3 separate regions of the Mus musculus genome follow, and all the other regions are linked to region 2. Evidence: chromatin contacts called from public ChIA-PET and Hi-C data. All regions are on one chromosome and are shown on one strand. The core of a region is the stretch at or near the end of the contact, and the rest is flanking DNA. Distances in the headings are between cores, read along the strand shown. Region 1 has its middle 25 kb from the start of Mir331. Region 2 overlaps Cfap54 (cilia and flagella associated protein 54). Region 3 has its middle 58 kb from the start of Gm26239.

Region 1 (2,700 bases), core at 54-2,553, 870 kb after region 2:
CTGGGAATTGAACTCAAGACCTCTGGAAGAGCAGAGTCAGTGCTCTTAACTGATGAGCCAGCCCTGAATATATTACTTTTAAAATAAGAAGAAAAAAGATATTTGTGAGTTCTGTAATATTAGTAGAAAAACCAAGCCAAGTCTGTCTCTAAAGAGGAACGACTAGTTCATGCTTTCTGATTGGCCCAGGTCTCTGTAGCGCCTCTCCTCTATACCTGGGCAATGTTTAATTCAAGTTGCCATAGAAACTTGGTACTGGTAAGCTCTATACTTCTGGTTAGAAGAAATCATGTCTAGGAACGGTGTCCACTTTATTTATGAATGAACCGATGTATGCTTATAGTTGCTTCTTTCTCATGGGTCGGGGCTTCAGAGTCTACCTTTCGTGCTCATCAAATGTAAACCATGGGGAAGCAGATGTAATGAAGCATGTTCACAGCGGAGAAAAGATTTCCTTTGTCTCTATTTTAAAAGACTGGAGGGACACATGCCTAATATTTTATATTGAACATATTACTAAATATACTTATGTTGAATGTTACTAAAATATTTATAGATGCTTTGCTTACACACAGACACACAGAGATGCACACACACACAGACACAAACACACAGAATAGTTGTTAAGATGACGAGCTGTTTACCCAGAGGATCGGGAGTCAATTCCCATTCCACGTGGTGACTCAGCTTCAGTCCCAGGGGATCAGATGTCCTCTTCTGGCTTCTACAGCCACCACAGGTATGTAGTGCCCAGACAAACATGCAGGCCAGATACGTGAATACGTTTTTAAAAATTGCACTTAGAAAACGAGACTGGAGAAATGATCAGAGACACTGGGCTGAGGAAAGGTTCAGGCCCCTTGCCTGGACCCTACGAAGAGAAGGACACGTAGGATACAAAGGTGATGTCCTTGCGGACATGTCCCCTGACTCTCCATGTACGCATGTTGATTGAAGAGTAGTAATTACATAGGGTCAAAATCTATCAAACAGTCGCCAAAAATGATGTTGTGTACTGAATGTGAATTATAATTCAAAAGAATTGACATGTCTAAAGACCACTCTAATAAGAGCACAGTTTCAGTAAAGAGTTAAGCGACCAGAGGTTCACACGCTAGCTGCATCCTTGGGCACCAAAGGGAAGGATGGAATTGTGCTGGATATGTGACCACATGAAGGAGAAACTGGGCTGCGTCACCAACCAGCCTGTACTTTCTCTTTGAAGTGATAGAGGTGAAGGGTCGGTCTCTCTTTTCTTCTCATTCTGACCTGTTTCTGTTGTGCTGGTAACCCAGGGCCTGGCACATGCTAGACAGGTGCTAAACCACGGAACTGGATTCTCAAGCATCATGCTTTTTAAACCACGCTTATCCCGTTCAGTTCGTTAACTACGCGATTTCGACCTCATGGAAACGATTCCTCCGTGGTCTGTGCACCTGTGGAGAGTCAGTCACGTGGTTGGGGTTTCTTTCTTTCCCCCGTGTTTGTTCGTTACTTCTTTGGGCTTTTTATTTGCGCCTACTAATCGTTTGAGAAAGAATAAAACTACACTTTCTCTTTTCGCCTCTTTCTTTTCCAAAATTTATTTCCCCGCAGATGGTGCCCAGGCCTGTTGACTAACACGCTGTCAGCTCCGTTTAGTGTCTTCGCTAGTAAATTGTGTTTTTTAGCCAAGTCTGAGATTTTGATTAATGTATCCTGTGGAGGAGAAAAGAGAAAAGAGAAAGGAGAAATGTAATTATAGTCTCAAACAAACAAACAAAAACCAAAGTAAAAGAAAGAAGGAAAGAAAGAAAGAAAGAAAGAAAGAAAGAAAGAAAGAAAGAAAGAAAGAAAGAAAGAAAGAAAGCAAGCAAGCAAGCTACTAGAAGGCAGGGAGGGAAGAATGATGGAGGGATGGATGGATGGATGGATGGATGGACAGATAGAGGGAGGAAAGGAAGGAAGAAGGTTTTTGAAGAGATCCATTGATCTTATATTAACAAGTTCAGTAAATAGCACTGAGAAGATGCAAGGAAAAGCTTGAAGCTGCGGGTATGAGGATTTTTTTTTTCTCATATCCAAAAGATTTTTTTTTGTGTCAAGAAAACATAGTCGTTTGCTTGCGATTTAAAAATATTTTCTTTAAGAGCTACCCATTAAAAGCCCAGTATTTGTCCGGGGTATTGATGCATGGTTTTAAGTCTAACACGTGAGAGGCGGAAGCAGAGACAAGCATTGTGAGTTAGAGACTAGCCTCTAGCGGAGAGACTGGATGTCAAAACAATTTAAGTCTGTTAAAATTGAAGGCTATTTAGAATAGACTTAATCCACCAATAATCTCAATGAAGACAACCGTTTTGTATCTTCTCACTGACAGATTCAGGCTGAGCTGGTCACAGTCGATAATTAGGCTCCTATACAGTTTAATGAACTAAAGCTTTATAAATGTTGAAGGATATTTATGATTTCTAAAGTGCTTCATCCTCCTTTAAGTACTTTACATGCACATTTATGACCCTAGCAGGCAAAAAACTCTCAGATTCTTAACTTCTGAAACCTCAGAGCCAACGCCCACTGACACACCTCCTCCAACTAGGCCACAGTTACTCCAACGAAGCCACAATTCTTTTTTTTTTAAGATTTATTTATTTATTTATTTATTTATTATTATAAGTACACTGTAGCTGTCTTCAGACACACCAGAAGAGGGCGTCAGAT
Region 2 (2,828 bases), core at 129-2,628:
TGTGGAGCTAAGACTTCCTTTAATTTAGGAAGAGGAAGTGGGATCCAACTAGCTCTGTGGGTGAAAAGGTCCCAGAAAGAAAGGCACCTTAGACAGAAACTTCTGGATGGCTGATGGCGATTAGAATTGCCAGGACCGAGGAGAGGTTGATATTGCAGGTCCAGAGTCTAATTACAATTTATCTTGGGCTACCGTTTAGCCCCTTTAAAGCATCTCTTGCCTGCCTCTGTGTTTGATCCTCGTGACTTGACTGCCAGGTAAAATCACTTGGAATATGTTAACTTTGGAGACCTCCCAGAACTGCCACCAACCAAAAGGTTAAATATGTCATCAGAGAGTTATCTGAGGCTTGCACAGATTTCCCACTTTGCTGTGACCTGCCGGCCTCATGTTTCTACCAATTTATTTGAAAGGTGTCCTCGTGTAAGACTAAAAAGTCATAAATGACTATACAGGCTTCGTGAAACTGTTAACCATATTGGACAAGTGATTTGGGGAAACCTGAATCTGTACCCCTAGGCCATGGCCACTCACATTTGGCTTCAGAAAAAAAATGATCTCTTTATCTTACCTGGGGTAAGTGTTGTATTTTTGCATTGATGGTCTTTTAAAATGGAAGCATTTCTGTGCCTTCTCTATTTCAGTGGTTCTCGGCCTTCCTAATGCCACTGCAACCCTCTATAACACAGTTCCTCATGCTGTAGTTACTCCCAACCATAAAATTATTTCATTGCTACCTCATAACTTTAAGTTAGCTACTGTTTTGAATTGTGACAATTATCTCTGATATGCAAGATGCAAGACAGCTGATATGTGACAAGCCCAGGGGTCGGGACCCATAGGTTGAGAAACCATGCTCTATTGGGTAATTTTTGCCTCCCAATACATAGATTAAAGTCTAAGAAATAGACACAGAGGAAGAAAATCAAGCTGGGAAACTGAAAAAATTTGAGAAGGCACTCACTCACACCGCCCATGCCTGGCCTAAAATTCCCGTGCATAAATTAACTCCTTGTCCAACACTGTATAGAACTTGCTATATTTGGGCTTAGGCCAGTGATATGGGGTTAAACTCACAAGTTCACAAACTGAAAGCCCAGCCTTGGCAGGGTCTTATCAAGCCAAGCCCAGGTCCATGACCTTCAAAGACGTAGACCCTGACACAGAACTCACACCATGGTACATGCTCAGTTTCTGGTATAATACTGAGCGGGGGGAAACGGCATATATGCCACAGTTGCTAGACTCACAGTAAAGCAAAAATATTCAGAAAACTAGAAGTCATTAAAACAGGACACTGAACAGCCAGGCCGTTGGCCTGAGGGGCTGACAGGGCAAGGCCACAGGCCTAGGGAAAAACAACAGGAAATAGTGTCTGGGCTCCTTTGTGTAAGTTAGGAACATGGTGACTCAGCACTTCCTGCTGTAGGTCCACCACACCCTCTGCTGAGCTGAGCTGCCCTCCCATCCCAGGCTCCCTTTGGTCCCTGAAGGAACCACCTGGAGACTTTCAAATACAAAATAAAAGGGCAGGCTTTGTAGTTGTTATGGCTGTTACTATACCTCAGTACAGTTTTACTTATTTGCATATTGTTTCCAATATTAAAAAAAAAATTAAACCCTTTAGACTAGGAAGGCTATCAACCCAAATACTAAGTAGCCAAAGGAGTTTGTTTCTAGCTGGCTCTCTGTCTGTTTTGTAACCACTTACTTTTATTTGACAGAGGCTGTCTCCAACCTTCAGGAGCTTCTCGTTGTAATAGTTGGACGGCAGCCTGGGAGCATATTTGGTCCAGATATTAAACAGCGTGGTGGCACTGTAAGAGTCATGAAGTGAAAAGACATCTTCAGAATGAGCAGGCAGTGTCAATTAATTCGTGGGCAACCCCTTTCTCACCTGCCTTGTGCTGAGTCTTTCTCATATTCCTTATTGTTAACGTCTAAGGATCAACAAACATTAGTATATCTAGTGTGTGCCCACCGTTGACTGGAGCCCCTTTTTATATGTGTTTAAAAAAAACCTCCTTTTGAGAACAGCTTTTAACTTCACAGTGAAGAAAATCCAGAGATGTTCCTCCATCTCCATCCCCAGGCATAAGCAAGCTGTGTGTCCTCTATGGGTATCCACCCTTCTGGGGTTCTTCGTCTCAAGAGAGATCTTCGAGGTGGACTCGGAAGGAAGTCCAAGGACCATTTTACTAAAGGAAGGAACGTAGTGCAGGCTAGATAAAGAGCCCGGAAGCAGCCAGGAGATGGAGCAAAAGTCATGCCTTTTAAGTTAGGCATGGGATAGAAAGAGACAGATGATTACTAAAGGAGAAAACACTCCCGAGAAAGAAGTGAGCCAGTAAGCCAAGGAGAGAGCCATATGGTATATGTTCTGTTATAGCTCTCTCCTCTCTCTGCTTTGCATTTCATTTGTTCCACGCATGCTCAGTTCCTCAGGTTGTGTCAGGATCTCCAGTGTTCCTCGGCAGACTGACTTCTTTCTTATGTTACCCTTTTTTTTTTTTTTTAATGTATGAGTGTTTTTGCCTTGCATGCATGTATTTGCAGTACCCTGGAAGACCAGAAGAGGGCATCAGATGACCTGTAGCCATCTACAGGTGGTTGTGAGGCACCAGTGGGGGCAGGGAACTGAACCCAAGAGCAGGAAGTTCTCTTCACCACTGAGCCATTTCTCCAGCCCCCTCCCTGGTTTATCTTGATGTAGCTTTTGTTTCGGTTCCTACTTTTTTTTTTTTTTTACTGTATCTTGTAACAACTGATGAGGCAACCCTAGCACATCACGTATTGACAAAGTCCAGGGTTTCTGGCAGGGTTCACTC
Region 3 (2,819 bases), core at 280-2,779, 680 kb after region 2:
CAACTTATACAACATATTGTGTACTATATCATACCCATACAATATAGTTTGAGAGCGTTGGATAAAGGATTTTCCATTTCACTTAAAATACTGCCTTTTAAAAAGAACAGCGGATACGGTGCCCATTTAAAAAAAAATAGAACATGAAACTTGAAACATCAAGTAGGTAAAAAAAGAACTTCAGAACAAGCATAGCATCATCCCCCAATCTAAGGGCACGGTTATCGATTGTATACTGCCTTAAGACTTCTGGAAGGCATCCTAGCAATGTGTGTCCTTCTAGGCGACAAAGGTTTCTCCTTTATATACACCCCACTACTTGACTTGCTTCCACTGAGCGTGGGCTGGGTTTGCCTTCACCCTTCCCAACATTTAAAATTCAGCTGGTGGTTTGTTCTTTTTTTTTTTTTTTTTTAATACAATGGAGTAAAATCATGCCTAACAGTTTAATCTTATCTAATTTGCCTAATTGTTTGGGCTTTAATATGTTTTTCATTTCTGTTGACACTTTGGACCCCAAGTGTCCCCAGGCCTAAGACCCACATGCTAAAGGCTTGGTCATCGACCCCGGTGGAACTTTAGGAGGTGAGGCAGGAAGAGAGGTGCCCTTGGGGATTGTGGGGGACGCTTGGGAACAGCTCCTTCTTTCCTGGACCTCTCTGCTTTCTGGCCACCATGACTTGAGGTGTTTTGTTCTTCTGCACCCCTGCCATGATGTTGTACTTCAGCACAGATCCAAGTGACCATAGATTGGAACTTCTGTTACTCTAAACCCTTCCTCCTTTAAGGTATTTCTCTCAGGTATTTGCCACGACAGCAAGCTGACTGGTACAGATCCTCTGTGACTAGAATTTCCCTTCTTACAGTTGCTCTTTAAGGCACATTTCTTGCAACATTAGAAAGAAATCTTTAGGAGCTGGAGAGATGGCTCAGCGGTTAAGAGCACTGACTGTTCTTTCAGGGGACCTGGGTTCAAATCCCAGCACCCACATAGCAGCTAATAACTGTCTGTAATTCCAATACCGGACACCCTCACACAGATATACATGCAGACAAAACACTGAGGCACATAAAATAAAAGCAAGTAAATTACTTTTAAGAAGAAATCTTTGATATAAGGATTTCTTAGTATCTTGATCCTGAAATCATTTGCAGTCTCTCCTCTGCTGCATCCAACATCCTCCGAGCATCCTTTGGTCCAAAGTGGGGAGTGGTGATGTCAGATGAGGACAGTTTTGGAGAAGAAATGGGGGAAAGAACTCTTGTTTTCCTCCCCACTCCATCCCATCCCCCCAACTACTGCCCTGATTCTGTATGTTTGCTCTCTTCTGAGCATTTTACAAAATAACTACCACCTCGATACCGAGTCAACAGACCCAATAAAACTTCCATCTATGGCCACATATGAAGCCAAGCACATCCTTCAGGAGCTGCTGGGAAAGTTTACGCCCCTAGAGCTTTCTTGCCTGTACCTCTGGGCTTAATTAGTCAGCCAGCCCTTAAGCAATCTCCACATACCTATCCTCGTGATGTGCCTGAGGTCAACACAGTCTGCGCCCTCTTCTGACATCATTTTCCCTGCAGAGGAATGTTGCTAATATTTAGTATTTGATGCAATGGAAAGTCTCGATAATAGGATAATCTTTTAATAGTGTCCGTGAAATGAGGTCAAATCTGTGGGGATGTGGCCGTGAGTCAAGAGGCGCCGTCCATCTGGCTGTCTTAAGCAAACAGCAAGTCCTAGTATGGGTAAACAGTTCTTTGGGACACTTTACGTTCTTGCAAAACAAATCCTTTTCAAGGAAAAAAAAAATGGTCAGAGATGGCACTCTGAAGGGTGGGAAAAAGAGACCTTGAAAATGTCTTGTGGTGGCCACCCCTCGGCCACACCCCTGGAATGCCTGAGAATAAGGGTGAGCACCCGTTGGCCTCTGGTCAGAGGTCCCAAGACCACACGGATTTTGTAGTCATTGTTTAGATGATAAAGCCGTCTTCTAATGTAACCTTATCAGAGAGCCAGTGTTACAACTTATTTCCCACAGTTTGGAAGGAAAATATTTATGAGCAGCTTCAATTTTGCAAGGGAGATCGGTATGATAAGAATGGAACCGAGGGGAAGGAGTGTGCCTCGCATGACTGATAGCTTGTTTTTAATCGTTTTCTTGGGGAAGGATGTGTCTGGATGTACTTTCTCAAGCATGATGCCCCGAACCAAGCACTGCAGCCAAGACACGTAAATGTTTCTGTACTATTCAAACGTGAATGACTGTGCCTGACACCTATAATCTTTTAAATGATAAATGCTCAGGTTTCTAGTGTTCACACACGCTGAATAACTAAAAATGCAGAGAGAGAAAAACAGAAATACGTGCTGGATCAAACACTTATTTTTGAAATGTGAGATTGCTCATTGCCATCAGAGCAAGGGATACCGAGACACAGCAGAACAGTTGCTTAGAACACCTTAGTGGCCCTGGATTTGATAAGTTATGGTTTTATTTTATTTTATTTTATTTTATTTATTGTCAGAACAGGAGGAAATAGCAGCCAGATAAAAAAATCTTGCTTTCCAAGAGAAAAAAAAAAAACAACTTCCACTAGCAAAATTTTCACAGGCTCAGCACAGCAATCTGCTGAGAACTCCTGGGTGCCACCAGGAGTAGAGAATAAAGCCTGGTCACTCCAGTTCAGTGTGGGGGTGCAGTGTGGGGGTGCACCTCTTTAATCCCAGCACCTGGCAGGCAGAAGCAGGAGGATCTCTGTGAGTTCGAGGCCAGCCAGGGCTACATAGAGAGATTCTATATCAAAGTGGGAGGGGC

The links. Hi-C and Micro-C count contacts between places; a contact is called where the count stands out from the background. ChIA-PET counts read pairs in DNA pulled down with a chosen protein or histone mark.
Region 1: an RNA polymerase II ChIA-PET map of memory CD8 T cells shows a contact between it and region 2, with 6 read pairs. The contact joins two enhancer-like sites.
Region 3: a contact with region 2 is called in a Hi-C map of the G1E-ER4 cell line, with 2.7 times the contacts expected there. The contact joins two enhancer-like sites. A contact is called at or near these places in 1 of 15 datasets of contacts at CTCF or cohesin (large pre-B cells), 4 of 484 Hi-C or Micro-C datasets (B cells, the G1E-ER4 cell line and embryonic stem cells) and 3 of 115 datasets of contacts at active chromatin or transcription factors (acute myeloid leukemia, embryonic stem cells and large pre-B cells).

Annotation. Positions count from the first base shown.
Region 1 is chr10:93,937,603-93,940,302 of GRCm38.p6, forward strand. No RefSeq gene overlaps it. Among named protein-coding and RNA genes, the nearest start is that of Mir331, 25 kb to the right of the region's middle. Within about 2 kb of position 1,304, at least 43 of the 459 cell types and tissues checked have an H3K27ac peak or open chromatin away from gene starts, as enhancers often do. A contact at or near this core is called in memory CD8 T cells, where this site is marked.
Region 2 is chr10:93,068,118-93,070,945 of GRCm38.p6, forward strand. It overlaps Cfap54 (cilia and flagella associated protein 54), which reads right to left. Exons shown (of 68, transcript NM_001347060.2): 2 at 1,712-1,817. Among named protein-coding and RNA genes, the nearest start is that of Gm40739, 5.3 kb to the right of the region's middle. Within about 2 kb of position 1,379, at least 190 of the 459 cell types and tissues checked have an H3K27ac peak or open chromatin away from gene starts, as enhancers often do. A contact at or near this core is called in the G1E-ER4 cell line and memory CD8 T cells, where this site is marked.
Region 3 is chr10:93,747,857-93,750,675 of GRCm38.p6, forward strand. No RefSeq gene overlaps it. Among named protein-coding and RNA genes, the nearest start is that of Gm26239, 58 kb to the right of the region's middle. Within about 2 kb of position 1,530, at least 35 of the 459 cell types and tissues checked have an H3K27ac peak or open chromatin away from gene starts, as enhancers often do. A contact at or near this core is called in the G1E-ER4 cell line, where this site is marked.